Linked DNA regions of Mus musculus: region 1 is linked to region 2. Evidence: chromatin contacts called from public Micro-C data. All regions are on one chromosome and are shown on one strand. Each heading gives the region's core, a stretch centred on a gene start, on an enhancer-like site or on the middle of the called end of the contact. The rest is flanking DNA. Distances are from core to core; before and after follow the strand shown. Region 1 holds the start of Sox6os (SRY (sex determining region Y)-box 6, opposite strand). Region 2 holds the start of Spon1 (spondin 1, (f-spondin) extracellular matrix protein).

Region 1 (4,884 bases), core at 2,385-4,884, 2.3 Mb after region 2:
AGTAACATGACACATCTAACCTCATGATGGCAGATATCACAGGCCATCTGCAAATCATCTTCCAGTGTGTTATCTGTGTTTTATCATTTCTAGTACCTGTCTGTGCCTGATATGGTACTGATATGGTGCTCTTAGACACATTTCTAGGGAATTTCTACTTTACTTCAAAAACAGCAATTGATATACATATATGCATCCTCAAACTATGTTTAAGCAAATAGTTCTCTTAAACCCAAACTACAATTTCATAAAATGCTGTTTTTAAGTAGTATATATATATATATATATATATATATATATATATATGATATAAATATAGATATGTGAGTAATATCACTAGTGGGTTAAAATAGCCAATATGAAAAGATAGAAAGTACTAAAAGCCTTAAAGCCAATGTATTACCTTATTCTCAAGAAATACCAATCCTTCCAGGACCTACTGTATTAATTGAAAGAGAATTATATAAAATATTTCAGATTTATAATATTTAAGGTAAATAGGTACAGGAATTTGATCATTGACTTAAAGCCCAATATCTCCTAAAACAAGACAAATAAAAAATTTATATAAAACCTCAATAATGCCACCAAAATTTATCATTATGTTTAAAGTTATATATTTTGAAGCTTTATAAAAGGAAGATTTACTGGTTATATTGACACGTTGTAAATCCTTGCTTTTCCCTTATAAAGAAAAATATCGGTTGTTTTCTGCTGCTACTGAAAAGATGCTTCATAGACAGCATTCTCACAGCACATCACTCCATTTAAGACTGATGCTGAATGCATTAGAGTCAGTTTAAGACACAGGCACATGATAACTGCTTGATAAGTAGTCTCTTAACATTTGTTTTTACAATATATTGTTGAGTATTGTAGTTATGCAATATAGTACAGAATGTATCATACCACATAATTCTAAAACAGCTCAAATATTTGCATTTTAATTAAAAAACATATACTCCAAAAGAGCATTCCTTTTCTTCACTTCACAATAAAATCAACAACGAACCAGATAAAAAATAAACAATAACAAAAAAAACCTTCTCTTCCTGCCATAGTAAGAAATGTGGAAGGGCAGAGGAGAAAGAGGTGTCAGTACTCATGAAGTGACTAAGGGTGTCAGCTTGCCTGAGGAAATACCTGGTCTCTTCCTGGTATCCAGTCCTGATCACTTCATGTCTTTGGCCATAAACTAGATCCAATGACTTCTAGTGCACACTGGCTTTCAAAATGTGAACCATTTAGTGGAGTGTTTCCTTTTCTTAAGAACAGGAGCAATATAACATTTCTTATAAGGTCTCTCAAATATTGAGAAGAAATCTACATGTCATTGTGCCTCTCCACATGCTCATGTATGTGCATACAACAAAGACCCTCTGGAAAATGCATCAATAAAAATTCCCAGGCTGAGAGAACAGAAACTTCAGCTCTAACCTTGGTCATGCTATAAGAAAAGACTGTACTGGCTTCCATCGAAGCAAGAGAAACTTAGTAAGCCCCAGCTTCTCATCACAGAACCCCTGCTGCTGAGAAAGCTAACTGTCCCACTAGACCTGTGCAAGGTTTCGGGGAAGTGTTTGCTCATTTGTTTTGAAATTACAGAGAATCTTTCCAGTACTATATCTGAGAGACCTAGAAGCAAGGGAAGAAGGCAAATTGATGTCAGTGCCTAATTCTGAGTGCTGAATTCCACAGCGAGTGCCCAGGGTGGCAGAGGGATGACAGAGGAAAGGTCATGTTTGAAGCTGCACAAGTCTGGTCTGCACAGGGCCACAAGCCTTAAAGCTGGCCTCAGGCTAGGATGTCCCGGGAAGCTCAACAGGAAACTAGCATCCATCTGAGCAGACAGGGAGACAAAGCTCTGCTCTAAGAACCCCAAGCTGAACAGGAATGAGAAGGGAAACAACAGATCTGCCCAGCTCCCAGGTCCACTAGCAGCCCCAAGCAACTAGGCCTGAAGCGGGAGCAGAAACTACAATCAGGCACTGACACTAAATTATTGTGATAGACCTCTGAGAGTGGGGGAAGCAGGGAGACAAGTGAGCAGATCTGAAGTCTCTTCCCAAGCCAAGTCACACAGTGCCAAGACTGGCTGATCCCAATAGATGAGTGCACACAGAGTGTTTGAGCAGATTCTCCAGGGCAGCATGTGGGTAGGATGTGGCCAGGTTTGTTCTGTTTCCCCTTTCCCCATCCAGTCTGCAACCTGCCGCTGATGTTGGGTACCTTCTCCTAACCAGCACTTGCCCCTTAGCTGAAAACTACGAAAAACTGGAGAAGGAGAAAAGGCAAAAATCAAAAGCGAGATTTCATGGTCAGTCTTCCTAGCCAGGGCCTCTCCAGGCTCTCCTGGCCGGTTAGGCTTCCCTTGGGAATCCTGTAATCCAGAGCTGAACTGAGCTACTCAAGTCAGCCAAGCCCGTGCCTATGGGCCTTGGGGATGAGGTGCTGAGTACGCAGGCTAATTATACATGTGGCATTTGGGCAGCCAACTGTCCAGTTGACACCTTACCTTATGAGGAAGCGTCCTCCCCACCAACTGTTCAAAACAAAATGCCATCTCGGGATCAGCTTCGCCTGCTCTGGGCCGGTTCAGGGTTCCCTCTCCTACCGCCTCTCGCCTCTCCAACCTAACACAAGAATGTGGCCTAGGGAGGCCAGTCGCAGGCAGGCAGGCCCGCCAGGGTTGGGGGGACAGGCGGGGCGGGCCTTGCCAGGTGTCTGTCCTGTCCCCCCTCACTGTGGACCAGCTCGGGAACGTAACCACTTGACCTTTTTATTCACCGAACCCACCTTCTAGAAATAGACTGGGCGGGGCTGTGTCTGTTCTCGGACCAGGGGGAAAACCCGGACATGTGACTACAAAGGACAGAAGAGAGGAGACCCTGGTGGGCGGGGGGAAGGGGCATTCTCTCCACTGGGTTGCTGGCTGGGCGGTTCCGTGAGGGCCAAAAGCCAAGCCACTGGAGTTCACCCTGGAGCCCAGCGTCCAGGACCGAGAAGTCACCAGAACTCCCTCTCAGACATTGAAACTGGAGGTCCGGAGCCCAATCTATTGTGCCGCTGGGACAGTTTCGGACTATCTTGAGACTGAAACTTCAAGTGCGGCCCTTACAGGAGGCAACTCGCAGAAGCAGCCTAGAACAGCCCATCTTGCTAACTAGCAGCCCTGCCAGCCCAGTAAATGACTTATTTTAGACCACAAACTGGAGTCGCTGCCGATAACTGGTCATTCACACAAACAAACATTTTCAAACTTGGTCAGAGTCAGACAAGCTTAAATAAAACTCATAATACGCCGGAAACGACCACCTTTTATCTATCCGAACACACCAATTCTTTTTATCTTAAAGCTGCGCGGACCCGGAGCCAGTCTGTCCTCCGCAGAGCCCGGCCGTTCCTTTGCATTTGCAGCAGTTCAGCCCCAGCAGCCTTTGCACAAACCCGGGTCCTTCTTCGTACTGCCCTTTAAGGGAGAAAGCCGAAAGCAGCTCCCCCGGGGCAGGCGAGCCTCGCCAACACCGCCTCCCGCCCAGGGCCCAGCCGGTGCTCCGAACATCGGCCCGCAGCGGGCAGCCAGTAGCGGGCCGGGCAGAGAGCCTAGAGGGACGAAGGTTGCGGGTCAGGCTCTGAGCCGAGGGTGCCGGCTGAAGCGCAGAGGACCTGGAAGCCGAACCCGCGCGAGCCTTACGGGGCTGTCCCTCGCCCACGCCGTCAGCGGGCCAGCCTGCGCAGCAAGCGTGCTGAGCAAAAAGGACCACCGTTGGGTTGCAAACTGCCTTGGAGTTCGGTTTGTGTACTGCTGAGAGGACCATTAAAAGTAAAGTGCAATAGTGGAGGGAGCAAGGGGAACTGGAACTCGAGCGTCCCGGGAAAGTCGTGGGAAGCCCCGGTGGTGGAGGGCGAGGAGGGAGCGCGCGGCTTCTAGCCACCCGGGTTTTCTTTAATCCTCCGGGTAAATTTCACCCCTAGCGCGGAGAGCTACGAAGATCCTGGAGTCCCGCCCGCCCTAGGCCAGCGTCAACCCCACAACTAGCCAACGATCCCAGTCCGAAATGGGGGAGGTTCAGAAGCCCTGCGGGTCCTCCCGGCCCCTGAGCCACAGCCTGGCTAACACTGACGCCTCTTAGAACTGCGGCGGCGCAGTCACACGGCAAATCGACACTTTTCAAGAAAACAAAATATTCATTCTCTAACAAAACTAACTTCGCATTGAGTTTCTATTGGGGGAGAGGGGTTAACTCGGCCCTAAAGGAAGCCCGTTTTGTCCAGGTTAGATTTTGTCTACTTATGGATCAGCCGTTGGGTGAGGGTTTAATTTATGGCTTATGCATTCTTTTAAGGTCGATTTACATGACCTCCGGCTACAACTAAGATTGCCGAAGAGGGCACTCCAGTCGTCAGTCGGCCAAACCCACAATTACAACAGCCCTCCCCCACCTTCTGTGGCTCAGACTCCCCTGGCAATCTAAACTGTTCTCTCTCTCTCTCTCTCTCTCTCTCTCTCTCTCTCCCTCTCCCCCCTCTCCCCCCTCTCCCCTCTCCCCTCTTCCCCCTCTCCCCTCTCTCCCCTCTCTCCCTCTCCCCATCCTTTCCTCCTCCACCTTTCTCTTGTTTCTTCTTTTTTATGACTTTACTTTTTGATATTATGAATAACATAAAATATCACTTTGAAAGTTTCGCTAAAACTTTCTCAAAACCCAAGCAAGCATGCCGCGATGAAAGATCCAGTGTTCACAAAGCCCTCAAGATGTTGCCCTCTTGTGGGTACAAAGGGCATTGCCATCCAAGAGCCCCATCTGAACCCTAAGCTGGAGAATAGAAAGAGCGAGGGAAAGGGAGAGAGGGGAGGAAGAGGAGAGAGAGGGGAGGGGGAGGGAG
Region 2 (5,592 bases), core at 323-2,822:
TTGGTTGGTTGATGGATGATGGATGAATGGGTGTATGTGGAGGAGCAAATCTCTACCCAAGGTATTTGGAAAGAAAGACATGGTGGTTGGATAGATGGATGCATTCAATGAATGATGGATGGGTGGATTGTTGAATGGATGGATGAATTTTTTTCCTGTCTTCTAGTGCTAGGCATAGAGCCTAGATTCAGGTACATGCAACAAAGCTTGCTGGGGGGAATGGGAACCCAAACATGGAGTCAGTCTAGAACCCTGAGTCAGCTGGCTCACTCTACAGTCCAGATCTGAAGATGCACATAGGAGAGAGCTGGTCTGTTGGATCAGAGGCTGAGGTCCAGTTCTCATGCTTTCTCCTAAGGCTGAGAAGTACACAAGGCCTTCCACAAGGCTTATTCCTCAGTGACTTCTGAAAGATAGCATCCAGTTGACGGTGGTAGTACAAGTCACACCATAGGACTGAGGGATCAGTGGTTAGTGGATGGGGTGAGGAATGGAATTTCCAGTATTGATGGCTCTATTGGGCTGTTTGTAATCTAAGAGGAAGAGGAAAGGCGAGTCTGGAAAGTGGACGAAACTGCTTGTTAGATGCAGGCACTTGAGAAGTATTCAAGGCCCTGGGAAGAATAAAGGAGAATAATGCAGCCTTTCAGGGCATTGGGGGCAGGGGAGGCTTGTGTGCAGCAATGGCATTCAGGTATCTTCAAGTAGGGTGTCTCCTGAGGCAAAGTATTCCACATGAGAGATTTTGCCAAATTTCGGCATACACAGCTCTGGTTCAATAGCTGCCGCCCGCTCCTGCCCCATGCTTCCTGGGCAGGGAACACGCTTGGAAAGGATGTCTGACCTAACCTCACAATGGATAAATGACAAGGCTGAGGCAGAGAGACATTGAGAGAGATTCCGGCTTATGGCCTCTCCCAAAAACCTGTCCCTGGAGGCTAAGAGCCTGAACTAAATATCTAAGCCAAGAAAACACAGGCCCTTCTTTGAACATTTCAAAATGGCCAGGCTCCTAAGCAATAGACACTTATTTTTGTAAGCCCCCTCCTTCTTAAAACCTCACAGTTTATGATTGCTTAGATACACTGCTGAATAAACTAATATGTAGCAAAAAATATTTTCTTCAATAGTAACTTTTCCTCTTGTTTTAAAAGAAAAACATTTTAAAAAATCTTCAAAATTATGGCCAAGGCATTGTGCCAGCTGCTCTCAGGGCCTAAGTCTCGGGCTCCTTGCTGGTCCTCTAGCGTGATATGTTATATGGTGGCCTGGTAAGAGGCAGCGGGCCAGCACAGCAAAGGTGGCCTGCGGGGATCTGCTTGTCTATAAATAAATGATTACGGTGTGTGGCGCTAGTGCACGTGGTAGACTGATGCCGCCGCGGGGAAACCTTGCAGCAGCGCAGCCTGGCACTGAGTAGGTTTGCAACAAAAGTTAAGTTGGCAGGCTTTCCCTCCTCAGAGCACTGTGGTCCACAGGACCCAAGCTGGAACTGGATACCGAGGAAGCAGCCTCGTTGGTGGCAGGGTAGATTGAGCCAGCACGTGTCTGCGTATCCCGGCTCTCTCCCACCAGACCCTGGGAATCCAGCTTCACAAAACAAACACCAGAGCGCCCGCTAATCGCCAGCTCAGAAACAAAACAGCACTGCGCTGGGGGATCCGGGCGCAAATCAGCCCTCCCTCTTCGCGCTCCTTCGCCACCGCCCGCCCCTCAGCTCCGCTGCTCGGCTCCGCTCAGAGCAGCGCAGCTCCGCAGCCGCCAAAGCGAGGCGGGCACGGTCTCCCCACCGCCAGCGCCACCCGGGCTCCTCCAGGTTTCGCCTCTGCAGCTCCCGTCACTTGGAGCAGGAGTGTCCTGACAGGGTCTGCAACATCCGCATAAAGTTGGGGGGCCCTCGAGGATGAGGCTGTCTCCCGTGTCCCTGAGGCTTAGCCGGGGTCCGGCGCTGCTGGCCCTCGCGCTGCCCCTGGCCGCAGCGCTAGCTTTCTCAGATGAGACCCTGGACAAAGTGACCAAGTCGGAGGGCTACTGCAGCCGCATCTTGCGCGCCCAGGGCACACGGCGTGAGGGATACACGGAGTTCAGCCTCCGCGTGGAAGGCGACCCTGACTTCTATAAGCCAGGAAGCAGCTACCGAGGTGAGTGGAATGGCGTTGGGGACCGGAGATCTAGGAACCCCTAGGGCACTGACCCGAGCAAGGCTGGAGCCGGGAGCGCAGTCCCCGAGTGTACCACGTCTGCGCATCCCAGCCCGGGGCCGTGACCTGGCTGCCCTGAGCCCCTTAGCTGCCAGCTCTATACTATACCCAACAAGACAGTGTCGGGGGAGGAGGGGGCCGTCGGGGAGGCTACAGGCAGGAGAGACAGCCCCGGTCTCCAACGCAGGGTTCCCGAGCCGGGGAATACAGCCGAGCCACACATCACACCAGCCTGGCTGGGAGGGAGCCCGACTTCGCTCCAGCTGTTGGCGAGAGTGAAGTACACACACACATTTCTCCTTATCGCTCTCTGGGGAAGAGGGTACTCTCAGGTGGGTCCCAGGTAGGGCATCTCTTCCCATGGTTTTCATCCTCGAAGGAGAGATACCAGCTTCTAGATCAAGCAGGACTCTCACTTCCTGGATGGGTCCCTAACCAGTCTCAGGTTAGGGGAAGGAGGAACCTGAAGGGTCCACAGAAAGATCCCCGAATTACTCTCTTATGTCCCAGGAGAAGACAGAGACCCTTGGATTTCCAGGACAGGTTTCAATGGCAATAGGGTCCTCAAAAACAAACAAACAAACAAACAAACAAACAACCCAACACGGGTAGTCTCTCAATGGAAGGTGGAATGTGACGATAGAAAACAGACCCAGGATTCCCAGAACGCGATTCTGATTCTGGCGGCCTAGACGCTGTGCGCCCTGGGGATGCCCAGCTTTACGCAGCTCAGTAGAGAGTAGGGCTCAGAGCACAGGGAAAGGCAGTACAAGCAGGTGGGCGATTTCTGGCATGACCAACAGCTAGGCCCACACCCACCTGAAGACTCCAGTCACCTCCTCCTCCATCCTCACACTCCCTGCTTAGTAGGTCTATAGGCTCCCCAGATATCTTTTCCTTTTTCTTTCTTTCTTTCTTTCTTTCTTTTTTTTTTTTTTTTTTTAAACAAGCATTAGCTGGCTGTCCCCAGGCAGGACCCTGGGGAAAATTACTATATTTTACCTAGGGTCTCCTCCAGAGCCCTAAGTCTGCTTGGTGCCTGATGGGGAAGAGCAGATCACTGGAGAACTTGGCGGAAGAACTGGGCTTCCAGCTGCTGCCTTCCTGGTTCCCCCAGAGAGTTGCGAGAGGAAATGGTTGGGAGCACTGGGAGAAAGTTTGGGGCAGTACCAGACCCAGCGACTGCACTTCCCAGAAAGTGGCTTCTGTTTTCCTGGTCGGGTTGGTGGAGTTGTAATTCTCCACTCCAAACTATGCACTCAGGCTCCAGGCACCGACTCCCTCAGCCCCTCAGCCCTTGACCAGGATCGGCTTTGTTCCTTAAGGAGTCCACAAGATCCTTCTTTCCGAAGAAAGATGTTGGATTAAAAAAAAAAAAAAAGCTCCCAGCCAGGGAGGAAGCACACAGCTTGGTGAAAGGAGTCTCAGACCTGGCAGTGCAGGACAAACTGATACTCGCCTAACCTGGGGCAGGTCAGACCAAAAGGCAAGAACGCCTCAGGGCCCCCTGCACACAGTCCTGAGTTAACTGGGAAAGCAGAGGGAAAGGGATGACTGGGAATGAGAGGGCCTGGGTTTAGCAGCTGTGTGACTTCGTGCAAGCCATTTGATTTGCCTGAGCCTGTTTCCTAGCCTGGAAAAAAAAAGCTGTGTTCTCATACAAAGGTGAGTGTGTCAAAGAGACAGCAGGTTCCCAAATATTCATTAGTTTAGGTAGAGTGACTTTTCTTTATTGACTTAAAAATGGGGGTTTTTTGTCTCCGCTCATTGCATTCAGTGTGTGCTCTCTTCTGGTTGAAAAGTTTGTCAACATTCCTCCAGTCCAACTACCAGAGAACAAATGGTTGCCCTTTTCTGGCTCCTCATGAATTTATTTAATGAATGAGTGAATGGTGATTTCTTCATACTTGTCTATGACTATTCTTAATTTAAACCCAAGAAGAGGGCGCTCTCTCTCTCTCTCTCTCTCTCTCTCTCTCTCTCTCTCTCTCTCTCTCTCTCTCTCTCTCTGTGTGTGTGTGTGTGTGTGTGTGTGTTGATTTTGGCTAAGCAGGAACATCCTGGAATCCCCTCTCATACCAGTCCTGTTTGGCTGAGCACACACTTCAGCGCTGGGAGGGAGGCACATTCCACAATCACATGTCCAGAGAAGTTCCAGAAGTTTTAGGTAAAGCCAAGGCCTAGCAGAGATGACCTGAGACCAGACCGGGGCCCTGGACTATACCCTTGAGTTTTGAAATATGGTGATACCTGCTCAGGCTGTAGGTGGGGATAACGTCTTTACTCCCTCCAATGGCCAGGATATCTTGAAATAAAGACCTAGGGAGAGGCATGCTAAAATCTTCTGGGTAGGTGTTCTGTAATTAACACAGCAGTTTCAGAGTTATAAAGAAAAGGCACTAGCTTAGTTTGTGACATTTCCCATTAGATTATAGTTCCTTACAATATCACATTAAAGTAAATTTAGTGTCTTCTCCTAAGTGCCTTGACTCAGGTTTTAGACATTAACATCCCCTGGTGTTCCTCTTGCTTTTTAATCCCCTCCCCCCATTTCAGCATCCATCACCCATCACTGTCCTTGGAATCAATGACTCCTTCTCCTCCCTCCTATCTGTGCCCTTTATTTCAGTCTGTCATCCAATAGCATCTGTGCCCCATTGCCCCCCACCCCATTGCCTTTGGCTATTCTAGACTTGAATAAAAAGGTCCCTATTTTAACAAATTGAATCATGGCGCTTCTTCCCCACAGCCTGGGTGAGTTTGGGGCGGTCATTCAGCCTTCTCCAACTAGCTAGTGCGGGTCTGACTTCCTTTTCTCTCCCACCCCTGCTCCCTACCCTCCCTCCCTCTTCCTCTAGCTGCCCCCCACCCCAGTGCTATAATTGTGCTTTAGAAAGCTCTGAAAGGCCCGCTCTGTTTCTGACCAGAGCCTCCTTTGAAAGGCGATTACAGTGATTAAAAATAACAAGTTGAGGATACTCCAGGGGCTTCTCTTCTAGGGCGACAGTTTACAGAGCCAGCCTTTCCCAGATCACAATTTCAAGCCAAATAGCAGGAAATCAGCTGAAATGTTCACGAATTGATTGAAAATCAAGGAGGCTCTTTTGTCTGAGCAAGGTCTGTTTATTGGGAAAATAAAGTCAGGCTGACGAGAGTGTCTTTTTCTAGATGCTCTTTAAAGGGGAAATTTCAAGGAACTTGATGGGAAAAGAATGTTCAAGAGATTTCAAAAGCTAGCCCAACTGCAGGCATAATTGGGGGATTTATTCTACACCCAGAGGGTTGGGGACCTCCAAGGCAGCTTTGCCGTTTCTTCTTTGTCCCAGTTTGGGACACACACTGCCAGTGTGAGTAGGGACCTCAGCCTGTTAGAAAATACATAGGATTTCAT

Evidence for each region. Hi-C and Micro-C count contacts between places; a contact is called where the count stands out from the background.
Region 1: a contact with region 2 is called in a Micro-C map of embryonic stem cells, with 7 times the contacts expected there. The contact joins the promoter of Sox6os here to the promoter of Spon1 in region 2. A contact is called at or near these places in 1 of 39 promoter capture datasets (liver) and 2 of 484 Hi-C or Micro-C datasets (both in embryonic stem cells).

Annotation. Positions count from the first base shown.
Region 1 is chr7:116,028,345-116,033,228 of GRCm38.p6, forward strand. Sox6os (SRY (sex determining region Y)-box 6, opposite strand) reads left to right here and starts at 3,635. Exons shown (of 2, transcript NR_152104.1): 1 at 3,635-3,823; 2 at 3,976-4,206. The region is part of intron 1 of Sox6 (SRY (sex determining region Y)-box 6); the gene reads right to left.
Region 2 is chr7:113,764,426-113,770,017 of GRCm38.p6, forward strand. It overlaps Spon1 (spondin 1, (f-spondin) extracellular matrix protein), which reads left to right and starts at 1,573. Exons shown (of 16, transcript NM_145584.2): 1 at 1,573-2,141. The coding sequence starts at 1,904.